Linked DNA regions of Rattus norvegicus: region 2 is linked to region 1. A link is a contact called in public Hi-C data. All regions are on one chromosome and are shown on one strand. Each heading gives the region's core, a stretch centred on a gene start, on an enhancer-like site or on the middle of the called end of the contact. The rest is flanking DNA. Distances are from core to core; before and after follow the strand shown.

What was found. Hi-C and Micro-C count contacts between places; a contact is called where the count stands out from the background.
Region 2: a contact with region 1 is called in a Hi-C map of kidney, with 4 times the contacts expected there. The contact joins the enhancer-like site here to the promoter of Ccdc182 in region 1. A contact is called at or near these places in 8 of 12 Hi-C or Micro-C datasets (the A7r5 cell line, Schwann cells, frontal cortex and 3 more) and 1 of 1 datasets of contacts at active chromatin or transcription factors (oligodendrocytes).

The regions. Positions count from the first base shown.
Region 1 is chr10:73,583,718-73,589,701 of GRCr8, reverse strand. Ccdc182 (coiled-coil domain containing 182) reads right to left here and starts at 2,286. Exons shown (of 1, transcript NM_001277485.1): 1 at 1,474-2,286. The coding sequence starts at 2,253. The coding sequence ends at 1,795.
Region 2 is chr10:73,699,769-73,705,752 of GRCr8, reverse strand. All of the region lies in intron 8 of Msi2 (musashi RNA-binding protein 2), which reads left to right. Among named protein-coding and RNA genes, the nearest start is that of Ccdc182, 120 kb to the right of the region's middle. Within about 2 kb of position 2,717, at least 20 of the 93 cell types and tissues checked have an H3K27ac peak or open chromatin away from gene starts, as enhancers often do. A contact at or near this core is called in kidney, where this site is marked.

The DNA.
Region 1 (5,984 bases), core at 1,037-3,536:
TGTAAGTGGGTGCCTTTAGATCCTGTTTCCTCCACGTAGGGTAGACCTCTATTAACCAGTCAAGCACTCCTTTCTACTTACGTTTGAAAACTCTCCTCTCTCCCCCACCTCTAACCTTAGCAATCAGCAGTGTTTCACGGACACTAGGGGCATATATCAGACATCCATAAAGCTTTCCAGAACATTCCAGGACAGCTAAGAACATAGGCTCTGAAGGAGCTGGCTCGTGCTGCGTTCAGATCTCCAGTTGGCCAGCTTTGATCTTGGGCAAGTTACTCAGCTTCAGTCTCAGTTTCCTCGTAACGTTAAAGTGAAGCCTGTGGCAGTGTGCACTGTGCCTGATGGCTCTAAGCTATCGTGGGATTATCAATATTACTGGTGCTAAATGAACTCAGTCACTGTTTCAGCTAGAGGAGAGGCTGACTATAGTTAGAGCAGAGATACCGCTCTTCTAGGAAGGCGGTTGATGACTGGATATTGTGCTTAACCAATGATCACAATGTCCTTTGGTGGAGGCCAACTCAAGGGGACCCAAATATTTGGATCTTATTTGAGAGTCTGAGTAAAAGAGGAGAATGAACAAGGCCGTACCGGAAGGTCAGAGGGCACGTGCCAGGCTGCAAGCCCTGGACTAGAGACATCCAACTGCTCAGTGTCGCCTCTGGCCATCAGACCCCTCAGGCTTGATGTGTGGCAGCCTCTGAGAAGGGCCGGAGAAATAATGTATGAATTGGGGAAAACAGTTGATTGTAAACACAAGTCACAGTGACTGCTAATGGCCTCGAGCCACACATGTGATTGCTCCAGTACCCCAGAAGGAGCCAGTCCAAAAACAGTCTGATTGGTTCAGAGGCTTGTGAGCCTGCAAGACTGTAAATGATTACACACTAGGGGCCTGGGCTTGGAGCACTAGCCATTCGTTAACACAGAGAGCGCACAGAGGTGAATGCCCTGGCTTTGCCCGTTAGTTTACCGTTTGAAACAGCGCTGTCCTGCCCTCAGGAGGGGCCTGTGGGGGCAGATGGTAGAGGGAGGGATACACTGTTTGATAAATGACCAGACACCCTAACAACTACTGTTCACTGAGTCAAATGAAGGTGTCAGTTTCACTGTTTTATTGTGCGAACTTATGGGTGTCACCTCCTGTGCCCTGGAATACAGCGAGTTCTATCATCAGAAACCTAACAGGAACAGCCCATCTTCAGGCTAAATGGAGAGGAAGCAAAGTTGAACCAAAGCAGTAAGGAGAAGAGAGAAACAATAGTCCAACCTTGTGAGAAGACTGAGATGGCTCGGTCAGGAATTACACAAATCCAGCCGACTGAGTCCATTTTTAGGATATGGGCAAACCCTCTCACTAAGCCTCCAGCCTGTCTCAGTGTAGAAAACACATGGACAGGTCTCAGTAAGCAGGTCTCAGTAATTGTCAAGTGATAACGCACGAAAGCCTGGAGTCATTAAAAGAAAGGTAAATCTGTTCAACACAACCGGTTTAAGAATGTACAAGAAAAAATGCTACTGCATCCAAGCAACCGAACCATTACAAACCGGGAACAGTTCGAGGTGACCGTTACAGGTCTGACTTAGTGTCTAGGGACTCCTTCCTTGCCGAGGCTGGATAAACGGAACTTCACCCGAAAACCGTATTGAGGTCTTTTTTGCCTCTCTGCATGGTGTTATTTTGGTAGCAGGAAAGCAATAAAAATGGGGAAAGGGGAATAAATGGGGACTTAACGTTTGTCCTTCCATTAAAAAACAATCTTGCCCGCCAGCTCAGATGCACACGAGGGCCGTTCAGTCAGCCTGGCTCTTTTTGATGACTCGCTGCGGGTCGTGGCTCCTGACCAGCATCTTCTCCAGCCGCTGGCAGTGTTCACGAAGCTGCTTCTCCCGGGGCAGGAGGAAGGTGAGGACCTTGTTGCGAACTATGCCGCGGTCCTCCTCCTCCCTCAGCCGCTGCTTCACTCGCGCTGCCTGTTCCTCCTGCTGTGCCAGAACCCCACTCATCTGGCAGAAGGCGTCCTCCAAGTATCGGATGGCCTTCAGCGCCTCCTTCTTGAAGTCCTCCAGCTCCGCTTGCACCGCGGTCACTTTCTGCTGCAGGATCTCCAAGTCGGCCGGCAGAGGGAGATAGGAGGGCCATGATTGAGACAGGGAAAGGTCCCCAGACTGGAGCCCACTCTCTACCATCTTCTTGCCCTGTAAGGTATTCACCTTCATAAGAATGGACCCTGCCTGAAAGAGGGCTTCCATTATCTCCTTCTGCAGAGAGGAAGCCAAGAAACTGAGTCCGAGAGATGTTTGGGGGACTAGAGGCACTATCATTTGAAGTGGATAGACCCCGACTCATTATGACATCAAGACCCTTCAGCCAATCAGAAGGAAAGCCCCAGTTCACTATTTTGCATATTGTAGCGTTTTGGGTTGGTAACCTACAGTTTTACGTGCGCTTCCCCAAGTCTCCTGAAATGAAGCTTCTCAATAATTCGTCACCCTGTCGGAAGAACTAGAGTTCAAGCATCCCTTTAACCCCAAGAGGAAGCCAAATCCGAGGGAGTGGAGAAAACTGGCCAAGTCAAGGCAAGCCAGGTCGGGTTCACTGGCTGCCAAGAGTGAGCAGCTCCCACCCAATAAGGCACATGGATGATTTTATGGCCTGGTGTCGGCTTCTTTCAGCCTCACCAATAGAACAAAGGCATTCTAAGAAGTAACGGCTGGTTTTCTTAAGCTGTAAGATGCTAAAGGAGTAATCGATCCCAAATCCATATTCCTGCAGTGGCTAGACGATGTCAGATTGCATAGATGATCTACTTGTTGTGATAAACATGTTTGCTCTTGAAGGGTGGTCCACAGACTTGTCTGTAGGACAAAAATGAGCCATTCGGGGTTGGGGATTTAGCTCAGTGGTAAAGCGCTTGCCTAGCAAGCACAAGGCCCTGGGTTCAGTCCCCAGCTCCGAAAAAAAGAAAAAAGAAAAAAGAAAAATGAGCCATTCATATTTATTCAGTTAAAGCTTCCTGAGTGCTCGCTGGGTTCTGGAACTAGGGAATGAGCCTAAGTACTATTTCCCAACATTCCTGGAGGGTGGCAAGTAAGAGGAGCGTGTATACAGGTAAACCTTGTGGGTTTGCCTGGTTACTCTAACAGAGGCAAATGTTTGTAGCCACAAGCGGCTTGGTGGAGAACAAGATGGCCTTTGCATATTGCAGTCTCTTGCCCAGACCTCCTACTAGGATTCCAAACATAAACATCTCCCCAACAATCAGCCTGGAAGCCAATCCATCTAGAGCTAGATAAATTACCTCTTCACTCAAACTGGTTTCTACACTGCCATCCTACCAATGACTCTACCTGAGACAGCAGCCACAGTAGCATCTAGTGCCAAGGTTTAAATGTCTGTCCCTTTCCCAAGGCATTTTGAAACTCTGTCATCCTATCAGTATTGAGAAGTGAGGGCCTTTCTGAGGCAGAGTCTATCAGATGGGTGGTACCATTTCTAGAATGGGTTCATTATCATAATAATCTCTGCTTGACCCCTTTTCTGTTTCTCTTGCCACCTTCCCCTTCCTGCAATGGGTACTTTCCATATAGGAAGACATAGCATGAGTCTCCTCGCCAGACCCCAGCTCCTTGATTTTAGACTTCCCAACTTCTGGAATTACAGAACTGTAGGGAAACACATGTTTTGCTGCTGTTTTGTTGATCTCTCAGCCTCTGATACTTTATTTTGTCACTGCAGAACAACACAGAGTAAGCTCCCCGGAATCGAGCTAGACTCTGTCACTTCCAAGTGACTTCAAAGACTGTTAGGTCTCTAGGCAACCTATCACCCGCCATCCCGCACTGGAGTCCAGGCTTCACCACTTAGAAGCAATGTCTCATTAGTGAATCACCTTACCCCCTCGAGCCCCTGTTTCCTTCTCTGAGTTTTCGAGAGCTGTGGTATACAACTCTCTGGGAGAGAAAATCTCTGATGTGAAGCTGCAACCAATCTCCACAGGTTAAATACTCCCAGCAAGGATAGTTTCAAGCTCCCAACTTGCTGTCCCGGAAGTGAAGAACCATGTGAGCCCTCCTAAGCCTGGATAAGTCAACTCTAGCACAGAAGGGCCCATGTGTCTGCTGCCTTCTTCTCTGAGATGTCCATTGAATATCTAGTGGCCTCAAGTAGTCATCAGAAGGGGGCATGTTGTAGGGACAGTTGTAGCTAAAAGAAGGTGAAATTTTGAATCACAAGCATCTCTAATTACTGAGAAGGAACGTTGAATGGGAAGAGTGGTTACTTTTCTGGGAGTCAGGAAAGCTGGAGTCGGAAGCTGCTGGGTGGCCCTAGGTCAGTCGCCTCCCCTTGCTGAGCCTGTCCCCCCCACTGTGGCGTGAGAGATGGGAGATAAGGGTGTTCAAAGGCCCCACGAGGCCTTCCATACCACCACCACCCCAATTCTCCTGTCTCATAACTGTTAACCTGGTTCTACTGTCCACTTAGGCACAGTAAACTCTGACAGATTTTGTGTTCCTCAACCTGTTGTTTACCCTCAAACGTCCTATCTGCTACCCCCGCACACAATGGCACTCAGATAACAGGAAGAAATGGAATTTTGGTCCATAGGTGGCTCTCAGACGCCAGGCACCCCTAACTTTTCTGCTGACACATTGACACCTACTGGCCTTCAGAGAAATGGCAGCCTCAAAATTCCACCTAAGAGTGGGTGGGGATGGGAACGGAAGGGAACAGCAAGGGGGGTGTGGGGTATTTAACTAGGGGCATGTGCCTGTTGGGTTCTCCATCAATAAATATTTCCCATACTAGTGAAAAGAATGAAATGGTGTGTCTCTTCTAGTCTCATCCTGTGCTATCTCTCTCCTGCTTCCTCTCCCTCTCTGTCTCCTCTCATTCTTTGTCACTTTGTTTCACACAGGGAATGGCAGAAGTCACAGTTGTCGCTGTGACAGGAAAGTTGAAAGGCCAGTCCCGAGACAGCATTTCCTCAGTTCCTCTGAAGCTGCTGAATAAGGTGCCAATGTGCTTCCCAGGAACACAGGGAAGATGACGTCATAGTCCCCTTTTCCTAGGAGTCACAGGGAACTGAAAGCTAGTGCCATCACCAAGGCCTAGTGGCCTCCTGAGCCTTCAGGGCCACAGCTCACATTGGATCTGCACATTCTCAATGTTCCCCTGTGCCAGGAAGTCCCACATCAGGCCTGGCCTTGCATTCCACCAGCCTTCCCATATGTCTTAGGGATCAGGACTGCTGATCTGTTTTCCTTTCAAAATATCAAGAGAAAGAAACTTAGACCCAATAAAGCATCCATGGCCTGGAATTCTATCATGAGGATGTCCTGGCCCCAGTCTCTTTCAACTTGTCACAGCTTTCCTATGACTCAAGAAGCCAAGGAGACATGGATGGGGCAACATAACACAGATCCAGGCAACCTTACACCACTCTGAGAGTCTAGCTCAGTCAGAAGGGGTTAAAGCTTTTAGATGATATGCCTTAAAGCAAGGGTTTTCAACCTGTGGGGATTGAATGACCCTAAGGCCACTGGAAGAAATGCTTACTCTGCAATCCATAAGTGTCACCTCTGTCAATTGTGTAAACCCCATTCCCTTGGGAATTCGAACGCCCACACCCATCTCTCCTTGTCACCTTGTAAAGCTACAAAACCTTAAGAAACGGAGAACTTCTTGTGTCCTGCTAAAATGGGATCCCCAGCCATTTCTAATCCATTGTTAACTCTAACCCAACCACAGTGGGTTTCTAAGCCAAAGTAGACTCACACAGTCATACTTCTCTTCCTGGACTGGACTCAAGCCAGTTCCCCTGATACACAGGCCTCCCACTATTGGAACCAACTGGGGATTCATGCTCAAGCAAAGAGAAGGACAGACAACAGTCATATCTTCCATGAAGGTTGGGTGTATTTTTTTAATATTTATTTTATATGAGTACACTGTAGCTGTCTTCAGACACACCAGAAGAGGG
Region 2 (5,984 bases), core at 1,468-3,967, 120 kb before region 1:
GTAGTGTGGAAGGTACCAGGGTAGCCTCCTCCTACACCTTATTCACAGGGAATTGGTGTCTCCAGGTATCATGCTGGTACTGTATAGGCACAGACACTGTTGCTCACCGCCTTTTATGCAGCCTGCTGGTTAAGCACTGCCAGTCCTCCAAGGGGACCAACAGAGCTCAGTGGGAAGGAAGGGCTTATATGATGGACAGTCACAAGTGCTAGCATTGAAATATGTTTTCTGCTTTTTTAAACCGTTTCGGGTTTTGAAAAAAATGTATCTAGTTGGGTGTTTGTAGATATGAGGGCGCCATGCTGCATGTGTGGAAGTCAAAGGACAACTTGAAGGAGTCCGTTCCTGCCTTCAAGTGGGCTCCAGGGATCGAACTTAGATGTTAGGTTTGCTGGCAGGCAGTTTTACCCACTGCACCAGCACGGTGATTAAGGAAGGAAGAGGGGGTTAGAAAGACAAACAGACCTAAGTCTCTGTCTAGTGGTTAGAGTTTAGAGTCCTTTCTTCTTGTTCCTTTAAGACATTTACACCTACAGAAATGTACTAAGCATAGCACAGGACTTACAGAAGCCTACTAAGACATAGGTAGAGCCCCGGCCTTGGAGTGAGTGGAATCCTAGCAGAACACCTCGAACTATGGTCAGTGGTGCTCCCAGAGTGGGCAGCCTGTGGGAGGAAATGATGAATGTGGGGTCTCTGGCCCTCCCAGCCTCGCACTCAAGAACCAGGGAGTGACTTGTTTGCACACTGAAGACTTGAGGGAAGCACCAGTGGAGGATGCCCACTGATGGATCCCACTGATGCTGTGGTACCCACCCCCCTTGACAGAGATGAGACACTGGCTAGGCTTGGTACTCACCCCGCCCCAGCCAGACTCTTTCTCATCAGAAAAAGATCAGTTAGCCCTGGAAACTCCCAGAAACCCGGCGTCCTCTCCGCAGAAGCCTGCCTTTCTGCCCTGATCTTACTATGAGGCATACCTTTTAGAGGAAAAGGTTAGTGCCTTCTGTCACCACGTGAGGACCTGCTGGGTCATTTAGAGGCACCATGAGCTCGGGAGTACAGCTTTCTAGTCCTGAATTCTGGGACTGCCACTTGCTGACCCTGCGGACTTGAGCAAGTTGCTTCATCTCTGACTTGCCTGTCTCTAAAATGGGGGAAATGGTTTGCTATCTGAGACAGAAGTCCAGACTCACTACTGGGTATTGTGTGGTCCTCCGCCATCTACCTGCACCTGCTTCGTCCTCTGCAGCTCAGATGAATCCCTGGTTCTGCTCCTGGTCCCAGAGTCATTGCCTACTCTGTGGTCATATTTATATTCTGAGAGGCTGGCAGGAATCCAGCTCTCCTGAAAACACTCTTAGTGACCTCTGTTTGGCCTAAGCCAGAGGCCAAGCTTTCTATAAAGGGCTAGATAGTAAATATTGAGGCTTGAAGGACCATATGGTCTCTGTCACAGCTATTCAACTCCACCATTGTGGCCAAACACGGACCCCAGACAGTATGTAAATGAGCGGGTGTGGCTGTGCTCAAATAAAACCTAATTTACAAAAACAGGATGCAGCCAGATGGATTTGGCCTGCAACTGACCATCATCTGCAACTAAGGCCTAAACTAGCTCTGAGCAAGTCCAGTTCTGGGTGATGCTTGCCTCCAGGGCCCTAAGAAAAGAGGTTTAACTGCATGACCAAGCTAGGCTTACCATAGAATAGTGCTTTGTGAAGCAGAAAAAGCGAGGATGCCGCCAACAGTGGGGCTTGAAGAAGTGGTCTGTTGGCGTGCCATCATACATAGGAGAGCACCCAACCATGACAAGGTAGAGAGAGGAGCCAAGGTCAGAGGGCAGTTCTGTCCACCCCGTGTGCCTCCCTGTCACATGCACCACAAACGCTCCCTGCTGAGCACCTCACAGTCCAGTGCACTGACACACACTCGCTTCATCAAGTTAGCTTCTGTGCTTGTCCCCCTTCTTAAGAGTGGGACCTCAGGTAACTACTGCCGAGAGGAAGAATTCTGTAAGGTTTGGAGCAGAGTCACGCCATGCCTTGCTCCAGCAGTGTTCGATCTTTTTAATATCAGCATCGGCATCGTTCTCAGAATCATTTGGGTTGAGTAAATAAGAGATCTGTAGGGAAGAAGGCTGCGGGACCAGGCAGGACTGGTTCCCAAGTCCCCATGGGAGGTAGGTACTTCCGGTGCCTAACTGCAGGTGGTCCCCCCAGAGATGAGAGGATGCAGCCTCTGGAACAAGCAGCAGAGTGCTAAAGTGGGATTCTTTTTTTAAGATTATATTTTGTTTTCTGTGCACCTATATGCACAATTGCCTGTAGAAGCCAGTAGAGGGCGTTGGGTTCCCAGAAGCTGGAGTTACAGACCATTGTGAGCCTTCTGACGTGGGTGCTGGGAACAAAACTCAGATCCTCTGACGAAGGCCTCTTAAGCATTAAAGTATCTCTCTAACCCCACGACATGGGGCTCTTTAGGTCCCAGAAAAGCTGAATCAGACCCTTTGACTGACTCGTTCTTTGAATAGGTTCAGAGCACTCACTTTCAGGAGCAAAAGCTGTGATCCTACCCTCTTCGGCTCAGAGCACGCTTGGAGGACCAAACCTTACAGCATAACACTAAGGAGCAAGGCACAGCAGGCACATGAGAGAGCTGAGTTAGCCCCTCCAAATCAGGACCACAGTGCTGGGCCAAGTTGGCCCTTGGAACCGCCCCGAGGTCAGCATCTGTGCCATGCTTCTGGCAGAATGCCTAGTGACAGTCCCTTCATCCTCTCCTTCAGGCATCGTCCTCATCGCCAAAGCCTGAAAGCTCAGTCAGGAACCAGCCCCAAACTGTGGGGGTGGGTGGGTGGAATTGACTGGGCTTCTGTGCTCACGATGCTATTTGCGGCGTCGCCCTCACCCGTGAGCTAATTTTAGCTATCCATTCTGCTTCTGTTGCCATTTATAAAATGAGAATGTCAAATGCAATATTAAACAAGCAGGATGAAGGCAAAAAAGGAAATGGCAGAGAGGCATTTAATAAACGAATCCCGTGTTTACGTGGGAGAGGGAGAGATCCCGAGCCCTACACATCACACACGCATGTGTGCACACGCTCGTTTGTGTACAGGCTCTGCTAATGAGAGCCAAACAGTATGTGTGCCGGGGGAAGCCTGGGAGAAGTGGAGGGGGAAATGGGGGCGGTCTGTGGGAAACGTGTGCTGCTCTTTAGGCAGAAGTAATTCAGCCTGCCGGGAGGTGGCCTCCCAGTCAGTCTCTTCCCATTTGCCCTTGGTTGGTCCTCTAGTCAGGCCAGTGGATGGAGAGGAAATGGGGGCAGGACACCGAAGCTCTGGGGTCTCCACACCTGCTCAGCTGGTGTGGCCCCCATCAACTCTTGCAAGGGGAGCACACAGAAGCCCCGGAAGAAGCCCTCCTGTGCCTTCTCTAGGCTTTTTGTCTTGAGGTCCTTTCTTTGACCTCTTCTGAAGCTGCTCCACCCCATATCCACCGAGCTCCAGGCTGCTGCTGAAAGGGCACCTTCCCTTGTTGTCTCTACAGGGAGACTGTTGCCTGGTTAAGAGAAGCTGGCTCTGGGCTGGGGTAGACACCCACTCTGTCTTACACCCAGCTTTGGACACCTGCCGGGGGCCAAGCTTCCTCTTCACTTTGAAATGCCCTTGCAGGTGCCCGCAAAAAAGAGAACAGCTGGTGCTACTGCCGTCAGCTATTTCCTCAAATAGTACAGCCTGCCAGCTCCCCTGGCACACCTTGCTGATGAATGCAGGGAGCTGGGATTACCTGGTTGGGGGGTGGTGGTTAGGGGTGGAACCGTCCATTAGGAATAGGGCGGGGCCTGCAGGTGGGAGGGGCAGCCTCTTTCCGTCTTGAACTTTAGAAACAAAATGAGCACAGGTATAAACTGGCTTTACCTTCCTTCTTCCGAGGTTTTCCTGTACACTATGCACATAGCAGGATGCTTCCGTCTTCTCTAGGGCAAGGGCTTTGTGTAGGTTTTGCTCCAGTGGAAGAGGTGCTATTGACAGACTCTACCTTGCAGATGAGGGTTCTGAGTGCTGAGAAGCTAGCTGTGCTCAACCCCAGAGCCCAAAGGTAGAGCTGAACCAGAGCAGGGAGCTGTACTTTACTCTGACACATGAGGCTCAGCCTGCCCTGGGACTAAGGTGTCGTTGTTAGAGTGCTTGTCTCAAGAAGCATTGGTGAATGGAGACTCTGCCTCTTCTCCGCTCATCGCCCAAACCCTGAGCACTTCTGAGAGAAGAGACGCCTGCCCTCGTACTCCTCTCTGTGTCCACACGCTACCCCGCCTTGCTCGGTGCTCAATATTAGTGGTTTATGACCTACTTCACTTTGCCATCGCTGGTTTCAATAAAAACCCTAAGCAGAGGAAACAGTGGATGAAATTAATTCTGTAAGTGGTGAGGAAATTAATTCTGGAAGCTGGAGTTGGGAATGATTTTGTGGAAGAAATAGCATCGGATTAGGCCTTAGAGGGCTGAGGAGGGGCAGAGAGGGCAGGACCTAGCAAAGGGAACTGGGGTTTGACCTTAGAAGCCCCATGACTGGATACTGGCTGTCCCCAGAAATGATGGTTTGTTTGTTTGTTTGTTTGTCCTTGAGGCCTCAGTTTCTTTATCAGGGAGGAAGCCATTCCCCCAAATGAATGAAGCCCACGTTCAGTGAAGTGACTGAGAGTTGGGGGCATTGATTGGGGCTTCTGTGTGTCACACGCTCTGTTGAATAGCTATTTTATATGTTTATTGTACAATCCATGGAAATATCTTACACACACACACACACACACACACATACACACACACACACACGAATGGTGTGAGTGCCTAGCAGGCATCAGATGGTGATGTGTGAATTCCATTGTTCTCTTCTTCTCTGGAGTAGATTCCTAAGCATACTCTGCCAATGGAACTGGATTCTGATGCCTCCTACCTATGGCTCCAGGTCATTTATGTCCAGCATGTGTCTGGAGGCAGATGGCACAACTGGTTGCCATCATCTCTTCTGTTGGCATGTTGTCCATTGTTGCCTTTACTGTAAACATCCCCCTTTGTATCATCACGAGGGTCCCATGTCCTCGAGAACCTCTTTGTAGTCAAAGCTGACTTGATGCCATGCACAGCTGGCTGCTCTGGTGCTTGGCCACCAGACGATCGCTGGGTTTTGAGTATGCACTTACAAGATCCCAGTCAAGGATCTTGCTTTCCCTGGGGTCCTCAGAAAGGCCTCTGATGGGTAGAGAGGGCCAAAGGGCAGTCAGTGGCTCGGAGGAGTGAGGGTCTTTGCATTGAATGGCAGTGATGGAGTGTGGAAGAGTAACGGGCTCTCTGGAGGTGGGCCCATCTGCCCCGTCCTGTGGAGACATCTGTGTAGCTATCAGATTCTGGGAAAATCCTGGACCTACACGACGCTCTCTCCTCTCTCCTTTCTGGATACCAGCAAAGCTGTTGCTTTGGAGTATCAGAGAAGCAGGGATCACCTGGAATCCTCTAGAACCAACTCGGGGAGCTGCCAGTTGATTAAGGAGGAGGCCAAACTGACCCTGGGCCAAGGCCCAGCCAGGCCTCTCGGGTCTGTCAGGAATCTTTATACAAAGGCAGGCACCAGCATAAAAGCTACAGGGACAGCCTCCTGAGTTCTTTGTTCCCCTCCCCTTCCTACCAGCCAGACAGTCAAGGTCAGTGTCTGCACACTGGGGAATTTTATCCTTTGAAACCGGGCCTTTGGCTTCCTTGAGAAGTGAACGGTTTCTAACATGTTCAGTTTGTACATACTGGCCTCTTCGGGCCAGATAGAGCTCCACTTTGTTCAGGGTAGTAGTACACCAGGCCACAGGTACAGCTCTTGTCTTTTCGTCAGGCCCTGGAACTGCATGCTGACTGGACCATTGGTAAGGAAGCAGGGAAAACAAGTCTTTATTCGTTAGAGATCGGCTTCCTTCTCAGACACCTGGCTCAC